2 separate regions of the Rattus norvegicus genome follow, and region 2 is linked to region 1. A link is a contact called in public Hi-C data. All regions are on one chromosome and are shown on one strand. Each heading gives the region's core, a stretch centred on a gene start, on an enhancer-like site or on the middle of the called end of the contact. The rest is flanking DNA. Distances are from core to core; before and after follow the strand shown. Region 1 overlaps Ralgps1 (Ral GEF with PH domain and SH3 binding motif 1). Region 2 overlaps Ralgps1 (Ral GEF with PH domain and SH3 binding motif 1).

Evidence for each region. Hi-C and Micro-C count contacts between places; a contact is called where the count stands out from the background.
Region 2: a contact with region 1 is called in a Hi-C map of Schwann cells, with 5 times the contacts expected there. The contact joins two enhancer-like sites. A contact is called at or near these places in 12 of 12 Hi-C or Micro-C datasets (the A7r5 cell line, the Rat2 cell line, Schwann cells and 7 more) and 1 of 1 datasets of contacts at active chromatin or transcription factors (oligodendrocytes).

The regions. Positions count from the first base shown.
Region 1 is chr3:36,853,271-36,860,789 of GRCr8, forward strand. It overlaps Ralgps1 (Ral GEF with PH domain and SH3 binding motif 1), which reads right to left. Exons shown (of 20, transcript NM_001427068.1): 12 at 2,034-2,160; 13 at 902-1,059. Among named protein-coding and RNA genes, the nearest start is that of Garnl3, 27 kb to the left of the region's middle. Within about 2 kb of position 3,946, at least 16 of the 93 cell types and tissues checked have an H3K27ac peak or open chromatin away from gene starts, as enhancers often do. A contact at or near this core is called in Schwann cells, where this site is marked.
Region 2 is chr3:37,033,525-37,041,043 of GRCr8, forward strand. It overlaps Ralgps1 (Ral GEF with PH domain and SH3 binding motif 1), which reads right to left. Exons shown (of 20, transcript NM_001427068.1): 2 at 1-4. Among named protein-coding and RNA genes, the nearest start is that of Ralgps1, 30 kb to the right of the region's middle. Within about 2 kb of position 4,882, at least 43 of the 93 cell types and tissues checked have an H3K27ac peak or open chromatin away from gene starts, as enhancers often do. A contact at or near this core is called in Schwann cells, where this site is marked.

The sequences.
Region 1 (7,519 bases), core at 2,696-5,195:
AAGCACTTTTCAGCCCATACCTACGCGCCTAAGATGCAGTCTCCTACGCGCCCCACACTTTAGTGTCCAAATAGGATGACCTCTTCTGAAGACAGAAGGCAGATACAAGACTTGTCATAACATTTCCAGGAGGCAGCTGCTCTGTGCTAAAATTGCTCCTGACCCCCAAAACAGGGACATGTGGCATGAGATGCCCACCCGGTGTTCCTGCGCCTGTTTCTCCAAGCTCCCGGCCCTCTGCCCCGCTGCCTTCACCAGATCAAACACCAGCTCACCACCATTGCTAGGAGGACTCTGCTATGTAAGGCAGGCAAACACACAGGCACACTGGAAGGCACGGGCCATCAAGAGAGCACTGGGCTGGTGATGGTAATCATAGGATAGTGTCACTTGCCATAGGTGACCCGAGGTCTCTGAATGCAGTTCCATGTTAGTCTCAGCCCTAATATCAATATTTCTCTTCTGGCAACAGCAGCCCTGTCTCTAACTCCATGGGACAGGCTCTTCCTGCCACTGTCCACAGGGTAATGCCATCCCTAAGGCTCACGTCTTCATCTTCCCTTCTGCCTTCTCTGGGTAAAGATAAGCACACAGCAGGAAGCAATGGGCCACCCACCTACTGCTCCTAGCAAGGCTTGGACATAAATGCCACTAAGGTAGCAGCTGGCCTTAGGGGGTTGCAGTGGACTCAAGTCTAGCCTCCTTCTTCAACCTGACTGTCCATATGGGGAGCATCAGGAGAAGGCCAACCCTGGGCTCTTCCTGCAACAGAAGACTCTTGTAGGGAGCCATTCTTTAAGGGTGAGGGGCCACTGGGCACAGTACAGTGACACAGAGACAGACACGGAGCACAAACTGGGCCTGCTGCCCCTGCCTGTGTGCACAGGCCAGAGCTGCTTACCTAGGGAGAGTCCGTTGGTGATGGCGGTAGAGGAGGTGTGGGTGAGGCCCCTGCGGGGGCTGCGGGACTCTAGGACACTGTCGTCCAGCAGATGCCTGGCCTTCTCCGATGGGAATGTGGCACTCTTACTGTCAACTACACTCAACTGACACATCAGACTGGAAAACGGAGAGGAAGAGAGAAGCAGAGCTCCTTATCCTGGGAGCACAGTGGTGCACTGGCCGCGGAAGCCAGAGCCAGGGACTTACTGCTGGAGACGCCTCTGCCCAGAGCCCATTGGTGGACCAGGCTCAGCCCCTTCTTATGGTATGACCTTGGGCAAGTCACATCCTTTTTCTGAGCCTCTACTTCTCTCTCTGTCAATGGAGACTAGTGCTGCTTGCCCTGCCTGTATCCCAGGATGACGGTGAGGCTTGTGAGATGAGGCCAAGGTGAAAGGCTGGTCAGTAGGCTCTGCTAAGGAGTGTCAGAGCTTTGTGACCTAGTCAGAGCTGCTAGACCTACAGTGAGCACAGCAGAAGCTGCTCAGAGGTTTGCATGGTTCAGTGAGATGGTGACCATGGGTATGTGGCAATGTCTAGAGAAGAGGAGACCCCAGGGATCCAAAGCACTTTGTCCTGCTCCTGCCTCTGAGCCCCACAAGGACCAGCCAAGATGCATGGCATTTGTGCCTTAGTGCTAGGGTGCAGGTGCAAGGAAGGAGAGAAGAAAGGGAGGAATGGGAAGGGACAAAGGGTGCCCCTTATTTGGGAACCTGTGACCAATACCCAGAGGATACAGGCATGACTTTCCCCAGCAATGCTGAGGACCTCTATGTGTCCCAGCAGTGGGTCCCAGTGAACCAGCAGGTACTCTGAGACATTCACTGCTGACTTGCGGATAGTCTCTGGTGTCTGCTGGACTCAGTTCTCCCTAAATGAGCTGTAGACCAGGTTTAGGCACATTTCTTCACTATCTACTGAGCCCAGGTCCCTGGTGGTGGCATACAGACTGCACCTGTCGCCCCTCTCATTCCCAAGTTCACACCAGCCTTAGGAGGGTTTGTCTGCCAAGAACATCAAGAGCTTCCAAAGGAGGATGGGGAAAGACCCAACCTTCCTTCACCCCGGAAGAGGGTTTCTCGGTCACCCACTTGTTGCCCAGACTGTGGCTCTTCCTGTGTCTGGGGACTGGCGGTGTGGGGAGGCTGCCGGCCACAGATGCATCTGGACAGGTGGGCCTCCGGCGGAACCTGGCTGAGCTGGAGCCGGCAGAGGGGCCTATGAAAAGAGCAGAGAGAGAAAGAGAAAGAGTTGGCAGGAGTGATGGGGGTGAGAGTAGGGCAGAGGCTCAGGGGAACTGGGCTCCAGGCTTGTACTATGGGCCTTTCTCCAGTTATATGTGAGACAAGACTCACGTGAAGCCTACAGCAGCTTCCCACTCACCAGAAACTGACCCTTCTCTTCCAACATCATCAACTCCCAGAGTGAAGGCCTGAGGTGACCAGGCCCAGTAGCTGGGCAGCTCTGCCAGGCAGCCGACTGATGAGCCATTCATAAGAACAGAACCAGAAGCATAACCTTAAAGCAAATGTCCTTCCTAGACTGCGCAAGCCCAGAGAGGTATACAGGAGGCCTTGAGTTGGGCCAGCTGGAACCTATGCCTCTGTCTACACTCTTGTCCCTGGCCAGGACTTGCATACTGGCATTGGCTGCTCTAAGGCTCTACCTCTCCATCACAGGATAGAACAGATGTGCCCTGAAGAGTGGGCTGGCCTTTGGAGGCTCTGCCTGTATGGTCACAGGTGATCTGGGCACCAATGCCCAGTCTCTCAGTCGGCCCTGCAGTGTTCTGAGGAGGATCCTCTGGCCTACATTCTGGGACACAGGATGCCTCTGCTCCTGAGGAGACAGCTGGTGCAGCTGCTGTAGAGAGCAGGAGAGGAAAGAGCAGCGTGTGGCTTTGTTTTGCTTTTGCCCTTAGAGAAAATTCCAGAGGGTGGAGCCCTTGTTTATCAGCAATCATAGGAGGGTGACAGCCCCACTGCCTGAGTCACTGTGCTCCCACCCTGCCCCAGTGCTCTAAAGGTCAAGTCACAAGGATCCTCTGCAGGAGACCTGGAGTAGAAGCCCAGAGACCCTCGTGTTGAAGCAGAAATGACCATGGTGATAAGCAGAGCAGGCCATTGCACACTTGGCACGCTGCTTTGGGACTGTGCTGTGAGCCTTGAGGTATGACTTAGTATGTATGACTCTTAGTTGCCCCATTAGATGGAGGAGAAGGCAGGCTTATAGATCTACTACATACTGGAGGGAAGATCCAAACCCTAATGCACAGCACGCATGTGGGTTGGGAAGGAGACTGTCAGGGGTTCAGAGTACAAGTGCTGGGCAGATGTCCTTGAGAAAGGAAAGAGGTCACCACATGATATGACATGGGAAGCCCTAAAGCTGTATGGCAGTCACATGGCCGCATTAACTTGCTGCCTCCCTTGGCCACTCTGAGGACGCTCACTCTCGCTTGGCTCAATGTAGCTCTCGCCTTCTAGCTCTGCTCATGCTTTGAGTTATCACAGCCTCTCTGAGTTGCCTTGGCTGCTTCCACTCAACTCTGGACTCTCTCTCCAAGGCTAGGCCCGGATGCACCCCTTTCCTTTCTGCTTTGGAGCCTTGGGAGGCATGCCTGGCCTCAAATGCCCCTGGACCAGATGGGAGGGTGGGTGGGGGCCCCCAGCGGAAGAGCCTTGGCCTCTTGGGCCTATATCAGGGCTGCTGCTGCTCTCTGGGCTCAAGGTCTCAGCCCCCTCCTCCCCCACATTCTCCTAGCATTGTTGACCAACAGCCTAGGTCTGACGAGGAAACAGAAGAATTTCCATTTGGCTGAGACCCAGAAGAGGGGCCTCTGCCAGTAAGTGACACCCTCTGCTACCCGAAAGGCCTCGTGCTCCTGCCCCTCTGAGCCTGGGGTGGCTCCCACGTGACAGTGCCAGGACTACAGGCCTTCTGAGCTGGGTGGCCCGCACGCCTGTTGGTCATGTCTTCAGGCAGGGTAGGGGTGGTGATGAGCTGAGGCTCTGGTCTACATAGCAGAGTAGATATGGCACACACAGCTGGAAAAACTGACCATATGGCTTGACTATCTCAAAGGATTGCTCTATTTTTCCTCAGCATAAGTTTTCCATGAATAATCTTTAAAGCTCTTTAAGTGGCTGTTTCTTTAGCAGTTTTATGGGACCATATGAGAATTGACAGTTTCTGTAGGCAGCCAGATATGCTGAAAAAAATCTGGTTTTCATTACCAGAAACCAACATACTGCCCAACAGACCACTCATTGATTGGAATAGGAAAACAAAACAAAACAAACGGCCTTCTACTAACTGCCTTGGAGTGGCCAGGATGCCAGATAGTGTATGGTGACAGAAAGGGACTCTGGTCCTTGGAGGCAAGGGAAGCCTGGGCTCTGTGCTTACAGGTTGAATGGCCTTGGGAGGTCACCTCTAAGCCCTGGATCTACATCTATAAATGAGGGATAATCCTGGTCTTCCTGGTAAAGAGTTAAACACACAGTGTCTCTCTTGCCAGACCTTGGGGCTGCCCCTGGGCCAAACACTGGAGCGATGTCACAGACAGGAAAATTCCTGATGCTGCATGGGAGTAGCAGTCAACAGTCAAGGGGGGGGAGGGGCAACCAGGGAGCTTCGCCCAGCAGGAACATACACTCTGACAGGAGGATAGCCATAATCAACATGGCAAAGCACCACTGCCACCAACAGCACGACAGGATCAAAGATGAAGTTGGCAACTCTAACTAAAGCCTCTGCTCCCTGTCAGAACTAATGGTATACACTTTTCCACTTGACATTATGTAAGTCTCAACATCACAGAGCTTTTGGGAACATAGGGGAGGGATGAGACAAGACTTCTGGAAGGTTCAGCATCCTGCCTAACATGGGCAATGATACAGGTAGAACAAACAGTGTGTGCAAAGGCCCAGAGGGAAGACGGCAGGGCCCCAGCAGAGACTCAGCCCCACAGGCAAGGTCTGGTGATGTGCTCAGACTCACATCTTAGGAAGTTCCTCTGACCGGATGAGTAACTGAATTTGGTCATGACTGGAAGCTGCAGGATTTGAGAGAGAAATATGTACAAGAAGTGTCCAGTGGTTAGCAGGCAGGGAGGGAACTGAGAGTAACCCTCTGTGTAGACTGGTGTGCACCTGAGACACAGATTTGGGGGCACATGGAGAAGTCCAGTGTGGGCTGACATCAGGAGGTCACTGGGCAGATGGGCATGGCAGCAAGGAGAGCTCACCGTGGGCAAAGGAACCTCTTCTCAAGGATTTCTGGCCTGGCTCTGCTCTGGGCTAGCACTGTCCCATTCCAGCTGGCCTTTCCAAATCTCACACATCGGAAAGTAATGGGAGGCAGCTGTGGCAGAGGGGAAAGTAGCAACTTGAAGTCACAAAACTTGGTTCCAGTCCCTCCCCTAGCCCCAGCTGGACAGAGACTCATGCCATCTCCTCCTTGGTGTGCTTTCCCCAGGCACTGCAACTGTGCCATCTGGATCTCCAGCCAGTACAGCTCTGAGCCTCGAGAGGCCAGGGTGGGCTGTCACCCAACTCAAGGGTTCCATGCCCTCTGCTTCCCACCTGCCCCTGTGGAGAGCCCTCCTTTGAGATCCAGAACTTAGCCTTTTAGATCTGCCAGAGCCCTGCAGCTCTTGGGCCATCCGGGCCCTCTACAGTCTCTGTGTGGAAACTTCTATAGCCAGGTCTCTGGCGGGGCCTGGGAGCCGCTCATTTCTATGTTCACACACACTCTGCTTTTCACACATGCAGCTCTCGTGGGTCTTGATGGGAGCCAAGGTCTGTCTGTCTCTGTGCAGAAGGTCCAGTTCATTTCCTTTTGAGAAACACTGTGCGTCATCTCTGGGCTGAAGTGGCACTGTGCTCTCCTTGCAGTCTCACAGGCCACAGAGAGTGGGAACTGCTAATGCTTGGAAGCTGCTAGCACTCTGAAGAGCTATGGAACTGGACAGATCAGGCTTGAATCTTGTGTCCCCTGCTTCTAGCCCATAAGCTGTCTCAGAGGACCCCATTCTGAGCCCTGGAAAGGTTGGCAGAGGAAGGGCGTTAGAAGGAAGAGGGCCAGGCTCTTTTCATTGAGCATTTCCATGGTGTGACCACACAAACCATGATGGCCTTGAAAGCTGTCTCTATACTAGGGTCAGGGCACTGTGGGTTAGTGTCTCACTCAGCCCTGAGGATGTAAGAGCGAATAGCAAGCGAGGGCAGCCGCGCTCTCACATGTGTTAAATGAGGGGTTACCCGGCCTCCTGTGGACGAGATGGCTCTAGTAAGAAGATTGTGTACAGCATGGAGGGTGTGAGGGTTTGTATAGGCTCAGCCCAGGGAGTAGCACTATTAAGAAATGTGGCCTTGTTTGAATAGGTGTGTCACGGTGCCTGTGGGCTTTAATTCCTTAGTCCTAGCTGTCTGGAAGCCAGTGTTCCACTAGCAGCCTTCAGATGAAGATGTAGAGCTCTCAGCTCCTACTGCACCATGCCTGCCTGGATGCTGCCATGTTCCTGCCTTGATGATAATGGACTGAACCTCTGAACCTGTAAGCCAGTCCCAATTAAATGCTGTCCTTATAAAAGTCGCCAAGATCATGGTGTCTGCTCCCAGCAGTAAAACCCTAACTAAGACAGAGGGTTTGAGTGGATCTTAGCAGGAAGCTGCTGGTGGGAAGGTGGCTCTGAGGGGGGCTTCAAGGTCCAGGGGTGTATTTGTATCTGTCAAGGTTGAGGACATCCAAGAATGTATCCTGGAGAAAGGACAGCTTTATAACTGTCCCCTGAAGGCTGTTGTGCCCTGAGGCAGCAACACCCACTGTTACCAGCTGTGATTAGCAAGTTGAGGGATCTGGGGAACGGTTCAGTGAGGAAACAGCCATGCTGCTGCTCTGTTGGCACAGACAGCCAGGCCTGAAGCAGCCCAATTGGATGAGTCAAGAGGACCAGATATAAGGTAAAGTTTGTGGTTCTGAGTCCTACAAACATCTGTGTGACTCAAGGTATCTGTAGGAAACTGGGTGTTGTGACATATCTGCAGGCCCAACACTCAGGGGAGAGAGGAGGAGAAGTAGGAGTTCAAGGCCATTCCAGGCTACACAGGCACACATATACACACACACGGAGGCACACACTCATAAGCACACAAAGATACACACATGGAGACACACACACACACACACACACACACACACACACACACATACACACACACACACACACACACACACACAGCCCTACCTGTAGGAAAGGCAGAGACATGTAGGTCTATTGCCCAGAGCAGGTCTTAATGCCCTGAACGAGTAGACAGGATGACAGGAACAGGAACAGAGCCCACCCTTATGGCACCCTTCATGCTCCATGTGTTAGACAGAAGTGACAGACCTGTCCTGACCCCCAACCCATCAGTTAGCTCAGCCACTTCTGTGATGTGTGAACCTGAGTGAGCACTTCAGTATCTTTACCTACAGAGTGGGAGTGGGAGTGGAATAAGAGCGGCAAAGGCCCACTGTGTGCTGGGAGGCCCAGCAGACTCCCCAGGCAGGGCCTGGGTACACTCTAGTGAGC
Region 2 (7,519 bases), core at 3,632-6,131, 180 kb after region 1:
GGTCCTGTAAGGCAAAGGAATCCATAAAACCCTGCTCTGAGCCCATAGGACCACGCCATCAGAAAAGTAGGAACTGGTAGCCTTCGAGCTCAGGCTAGAGCCTGTGCCTGTTTCCCTCCATGGAAAATGGTGTGTCTGGGCCATTAGTGAGCTCATACAGAAGGCAGCATTTTTTAGACAAATACTGGCGTCCAACAGCTGAATGCATTCTGCTTCCTTAGCTCTTCTGGTAGCGCTCACTCACATCTATGCCCGACCATCCTGCCCCTTGCAGATCACTGGGTCCCACCTCTGCAACCATCCCAGGGTGCCTGGCCCTCACAAGCCCCAGAATGTGTAATTCCAAATGAGATGAAGGTTGGTGAAGAAGCCAGACACCGCACTGTGCTATCACAGCTGATCCCACGAAGTTTTCACCAAGGATCATGTGCTCAATTCCTCTAACTCATCTCCCTTCCACTATCCCAAGGGAGGCCTTTAATTCTGCCCATTTCCTATGGAGGAAAACTGAGGCTCATAGAGGTCATGCTCTGGTGCATATGCTTATTCTATCCAGCAGCAGTATGTCCCAAGAGCCACCTGAAGATCTGGTCTGGTTATTCTGGCTGGACTGCTTATGTGCACAGAGTATCTATCGCCTCCCAGAACACTGAAAGTCACCAACAGCTTCTCAGCAGAAGAGCAGGGAGATCTAGGCACAGCACTTACCAGACAGTGGGTGCCTTGAGCTGGGGTTGCAAGGGGTAAAGATGGCTGGGAGACAGCAAGAACAGAACCCACAGAAAAAATGCAGCACAGGTGAGAGAAGCAGACTAGACCCAGCCATTTATGGCAAGTACTGAGGGATAATGTAGCTGTCATCAGGGAAGGGACATAGAGGTGGAAGAGGTCTGGCAGGAAAGTGATAAACTTGACTCAGGGCATGGTGAATCTGGCAGATGAGAAAGTCCACCCTGGAGGGGCTACAGAGATGTTCAGAGGTTAGGAGCATGCACTGCTCTTTCCAAAGGACACAAGTCTATTTCTAAGCACCCAATCAGATGGCTCACAACTACCTGTAATTCTAGCTTCAGGGATCCAATTCCATGGGGCTCCATGGGCTCCACATATGTGTGCACATTCATGCACGCATGCATACACAGACACACACACACACACACACACACACACACACACACACACACACACACACACACACACAAACTAATAAGGGGAAAGCCCTCAGGGAAATACAAACCAAACCACAAAGACACAACTTAAGACCAAACAGGATGGCCAGAACTAGGACAACAAAACCCAAATCAAGCTAGACTATATCTAATGTTTTGGGGGGGTCTGGTGGGGGTGGGTGAAGTCTTTGGGCATTGCTGGTGCTATTCAGAACACAATTTGGTAGCTTCTTGACTGGTTAAAAACCACCCTGTGATCTGATTCCCAGGTGTCTACTACAGAGAAGGAACACATCCGCAGACTCACAGAGGATGCCTATCACAGCATTACTCCCCATAGCCAGCCTGGAACCAAGTCAGTTACCTATCACTCAGCGAACACCAAGGCAGTGTGAGCTAACCACACAGCATGCTACTACTCAGCTATGAAAAGAAATGAGATGCTACCACAAGCCACAATATGATCAAACCTCAAAAACACTACACTAGTGAAAACAGTCAGATTCAAAGGAATGTACAGTGTGATTCCATTTTAGGAAATTCCCAGAAATGGCAAATTTATAGGGGAAAAGTGCCTGTGGCAAGAGACTGCACACAGACACAGAGTGCTTTTGAGGTGATGAGAGTGTTCCAAATCTGAACGATGACAAGAAAGCCCAAAACTGTGGGACCTGGGACCTGGGACTGTTAAGCTGCAATGCATGAGGCACCCTGCGCTGCATAATGGGACCTCACCTGACCTGCCTGCCATTCCCTTTGAAGTGACAGAGTGAACACCATGACAAACTGAGAAGGGAACGTTAGTTACTATGGAAGAGATGGGACCCAGAACCAAGGGAAAACCCTCCCAGGTTCCTCCCAAGGCCCTTCAACAGAATAGGGGTCCCAAAAAAGATGAAAAATAAACCCAGCTCAAGGGCGCAGCCATAGCAATTTGAGGCCACGCCTCTTAGGCTGCCTCAAACCAGCCCAGCCAATCTGCTCCAAGTTCAAGGCTGAGGTACATGTTGCTCCTATCTGCATGTGCCTGGCCCTCTGTGGGTCTCCTCAGGGCAACCAGGCCTGGACCCCAACCTTCTGAGTACAGACCAAACCAGAACACTCTGAAGTTGTCCTGGTGCTTCCTCCAAAGGATGCTGTCATGGCCAAGGAAATGACTCAGTGGGCAAAGGCATGTGCTTACTAACAAGTCTGAGGACCAAAGTACAATCCTTGTGACCCACTTTGTAAAATGTTATCCTTTGACCTCCACATGCATGCTATGGCACATGTGTGCTCATGCAAGCGCACTCACACACACACACACACACACACACACACACACACACACATATAATGTTAAAGGGAGGAATGTGCTGCCAGCCCCACCCTCTCCTCCAGCCCCATTTACAGATGGGCACTCTACGCACCATTGTCAGCACCCATCCTGAGGGAGGCACTGGCTAAGCATCACTCACACCTTGGCCATAGAGCCCCAGGAGGTACAGACCACTCAGATCAGACAGTAGGAACTACTTGAATTTCTGGGAAACTGAGGCCCCATAAGTTCAAATCCTGGACAGTGTCCCAGGACCTGAGCTTATATGCATCCTGATACTGTCTCCCACCACTGCGCAGGAAGGGCATGTGAAACACTTATGCAGGCCAGGTCAGCTGCTATGACTTACTGTAATATTACTGTCAGTGTTATTACTTACTGTAACATTAATTGTGTCCTTCCCTTACAAGCTTCTATTTACACATTTTTATTCTCTTTTCTTAGGCAAACAATTGGCTTTATTTTTTGTTTGTTTTGTTTTATTTTTCAAGATGGGGTTTTTCTGTGTAGACCAGGCTAGCCTTGAACTCATGTCCCAAGTACTGGAATTAAAGGCAGGCACCACTATGCCTAGGGTTCTGTGCTTTGTGAGACGTCCTACCCATGTGAAGCCCATCATATTTTCCATAGAAGGCAGAAGCTAGAAAGAAATACTTGTTTCTGGACTGACCCCTACGGGTCTTGACAGAAATAGCCTCGCTGACAGACGGCAGCTCTCAAACAAGAGATAAATCTATGTGCAGAAAATGGCAGAAGCGATCGGACAGAGCAACACAAGTCTCATCCAGGTCAGGTCCTGAGGCTGCTGAGTACAGCTCCTGTGTCGAAGGCCATGGGCTGTGACCTGGCAGGAGGCAGTGGGCAGACAGGCTAGGGCACAGTAGAAGGACACGTAGACTACAGGGAGGGGTGCATGGAGCTGTACAGGGGGAGTGAGGGGCTGGGGTTACAGGTTCTCCCTGGAGGTACTGGGAACCCTTAAATTCAAGATTGTGAACAAGTGGTAGCAAATTCCATTTCAATTTTATTTCTATTGTGTGTGTGTGTGTGTGTGTGTCTGTGTGTGTCTGTGTGTGTCTGTGTGTCTGTCTGTGTGTGTGTATCTGTGTTTGTGTGTGTGTGTGTGCATGCGCACACACACCCTGTGTATACTCAGATATACCCTCAGAGGCTAGAAGAGAGCAGAGTCCTTTAGAGCTAGAGTTACAAGCAGTTGTGGGGCTGGGAACGGAACTCAAGTCCAGGAGGGGAGCAGAAAATTCTACTAATTTCTGAGTCTTGTCCCAGCTCAGCATGCATGGACTCTGAAGGAATGGGGCAGGTCTAGTTTTCCTGAGCATTAAGTGTGTAACCAGGGCATTAAAAGGGCCAATATGGGCCCACTAAGAAGAGCCACAGTGCTGGTGTGAAGCATGAGGAGGGGTCTTCCAGGTCAGGAGATGGGAGGTGGGGCCTCGAGCATGCGAGCACAGCAGAAAACATGGGGCACTGGGTACCTATGGCACACAGCAGAGGCCCCTTCTCACCTCCTCAGCTGCGTCCTTGGGTTCTCACAGGTGCTGGGAAAGGAAGCCTGTGTGGCCACAGCATCAGTGCCTGCCTCTGCTCTCCCTCATCTGTCAGAAGTGAAGTGTTCACCAACCCTTGTTCTGTGCAGAGGATTCCAGTCCTGGACCCTAAGGATCGCAGATACAGCTTGGCCCTCAGTGCCTCTGCCACAATCTGTTACACAGAGGCTTTGCCCCAGGCTTTGGAGCCAGGATTTATGTGCATTCTGTAAAACCCATTTGTGGTGGTCTGAATGAAAATGGCCCCCATAAGCTCACAGGGAGTGGCACTCTTAGGAGACATGTCCTTGTTGGAGGAAGTGTACTCCTAGGGGTGGACTTTGAAGTTTCAGGCAGTCAAGCCAGGCCCAGTGTCTCTTTCTTCCCACTGCTCGTGGGTCAGAATGCAGAAGTCTCAGCTCCTCCAGCACCATGTCTGCCATGCTTCCCACCATGATGATAATGGACCAAACCTCTGGACTGTAAGCTGGCCCCAAACAAATGTTTTCCTTCTAAGAGTTGCCATGGTCATGATGTCTTTTCACAGCAATAGCAATACTAAGACAGTATTTTGCAGATGTGAATACAGTGCCCGAGGGAGAGGGTTTAAACTATTATGTTTTCACGTCTGCACTCTCTGTATCCATCGGGAAGGCAGTATCTGCTTCTTAGTTTGGACATAGCAGCCTGTACACACAAAACCCCATTCTTCCCTCCCTCACTCAACCTCTTTACCTCTCAACCCTCCCCCACCCCATCTCCTGCATACACAGGCAAACACACTCTTGCTGCCAACCCTCCTGGAAACCCAAACAATGCATGAGTAAAAGCAGTTCTCATGATGTAATTCCTTAAGAGCGTGGCAGCTGTTATCAGACCCACAGAACAACCCCACGTCTTTCTCTGCTCATTACAAGAGTCTGGTCTTACAGGGGGAGGGGGAGGGGGAGGGGCACTCCCAGAGAGGGTAAGGAAAAGCCCAGATGCAGCCCTGGGCGCCTTCCAGGCAAAATGCTCCTCAACACTTTCGGCTCAGGAAACCACAGGATGGCCTGAGATGAGCAGGCCAATGAGCTGGCCCTGTGAGGGAGAGAGAATAATCACTTTTTCCTAAGACAGTAGAGGCTGTTTCAAAGAAAATACACACAACTAGGCCTGCCTGATTACAAGAGTATGATTTCTTCCAAATGTTGCAAGCAAGTATGAAAATGGATCCTAAACTGGGTGGGAGAAAGAGTCGCATCCAGGGGTGAACTGGGATGTGCTGTCGCGGTCACTGCACTGGGAGCAGCACTCTTTGCTGGCTGCTGAAGCTAGCATTCACAGAAGCTGTGTGGAGGACCAGTGGGGAGGAGCCTGAGTCTGCTCTGCTTCTGCCCTTCCACCAGCACTCTCTATTTTAGGAGTCATAAGCATGGGCCTTCTAGAAACAGGGCCACAGTGAGTCAGACCTGCTGTGGCCAATGGGCTTCAAAGGGAGCTCTGGGAAATGAGTGAGGAGACGCCCACAAAAGCCCTGGAAACATCCCTGTGAGGTGCCGCCACCTCGGAAGCCTGGCTGGAAGGCTCCCTTCTGTGCTGTTAAGGATCAGAGTCTAATGCTCTAGGCCTCTCTCCAACTCTCGACAATTTTTTTTTTTCCGGAGCTGGGGACCAAACCCAGGGCCTTGCGCTTGCTAGGCAAGCACTCTACCACTGAGCTAAATCCCCAACCCCTCTCTCCAACTCTCTAGGGCCCTCACTCAATCACATATTTGATTTTAATGGTTCAAAGAACATCTGCCTTGGGACTAAGCAGTGTCACCTGAAGGAAAGGCCATACATAGTCTCTGCCTGGCAAGTACAGAGATAACTCTGTGCATCACTGTAGCCAAGTCTCCTCCCAACGCCCAAGCCACCCAAAGCAGCCCTCCACTATGCCCCTGCCTCCACACAATGACCCTTGCCAACGTAGTCAGAAACAAGGTGTATAGTAAAGGGGTGCATTCTCCTACACACAAAACCTCGGCGGGAGCCCCTTTGACAAGAGCGCTCTGCACTGGGACGCTGGTGCTGGCTCGGCTCACACTGAGGCTCCTGTTCTCATTGGCTGCTCCTCCTTCTGAGACCAAGTTCCTCTCCTGGAAACCACAAGGGCAGAGGCAGGGTGTTGGATCTGGAAACGCGTGTTCCTTGACAAACACCATAAGTACTGTCCTTAACAAGTAGCTGGGCACCCCGCCCCACAAGAAGAGGGAAAATGTGCAGCGAGGACAAGGCAAGTGGGCAGCTGGCGCAGACAGAGGCACACAGGGTCAGTCACCTGTGAATAGAGGCTAAGGCAAGAGGCTCAACCAGTCCTCCAAGCTCTCGCAGCCCCATCACACACTCTACAGGGCCCTGTGGAGTGAAAAGTATGTAAATGTCCACAAGTGTGTGAGGACAGGTGACATTTTCACAACACTACACTGTATGAAGTACACCTCCATATTTGCTTTCTCCTCTCCAAACCTTGCAGAAAGAAACAAACAGACTTAAAATATGAATGAAAGGGTTTCAGCTCTGAATCCAAGGAAGGAAGACTGAATGGACAAGCAGGACTAGTTGAGGGGAAGGAACTGTGGGTGCCGGGCATGCGGTCTCAAGGTCGTTTCCTTTCCACTAACAGCATACAACAATAAATACAACAGCACAAACAGAATGGGTCTGCAGGGAGATTAAAGAAATGTACAGAAGCCACCTGAAAAAAACTATAAACTCTCACTGAAAGGTTTTAAGGGCCTAAGATGGGTCAGAGGCAAAGGCCACCAAAGCCTGACAACCTGAGTTTGGTCCCTGGGAACCATGTGGTAGAAGACTTCTGTAAACTGTCTTCTGACCTCCACATATACAGCATTTAAACACACATACAAATAAATGTAATATTTTTATTAAAGAGTTCTAGGGGCTGGGGATGGCCCCATGGTTAAGAGTACTCACTGCTCTTGCAATGGACCAGGACCACTGCCAGCACCCACGTGGTTGGCCCCAACCATCTATAACTCCAGTTCCAAAGGAGCTGACGCCCTCTGCTGGCCTCCATAAGCAGTGCATGCACTCAGTACACGAATTCATGCAGACAAAACATCGTACACATAAAATAAAAATACATTTAAATCTTCCTTTTGAAGAAGATAAAAGACTTTTCACCGCCTTGGAGACAATACCACAAATTCATCAATTCTTCCAATTAATCTATAAATAAAATAAATGCACCTTTACTTTTGAGCCAAAGAAGCTTCCTTTTGGAACTCAACAAATTGATTCACAATTTTTATCTGGAATAATAATGAAAAGTATCTTTAAAAGTCTTATGGTGAAAATAAAAGTGTAATCAGAAGCACACTGTCCTGTCAGGAGTTCACAGCCAAGGAAAGGTCCTGAATCAGATGAACAGATCAGCCTTGCGGAACAGGCTTGGAATGTCACTTAGGACTGCCATGCAGTCAAAAGCAGTTCAGATAGCA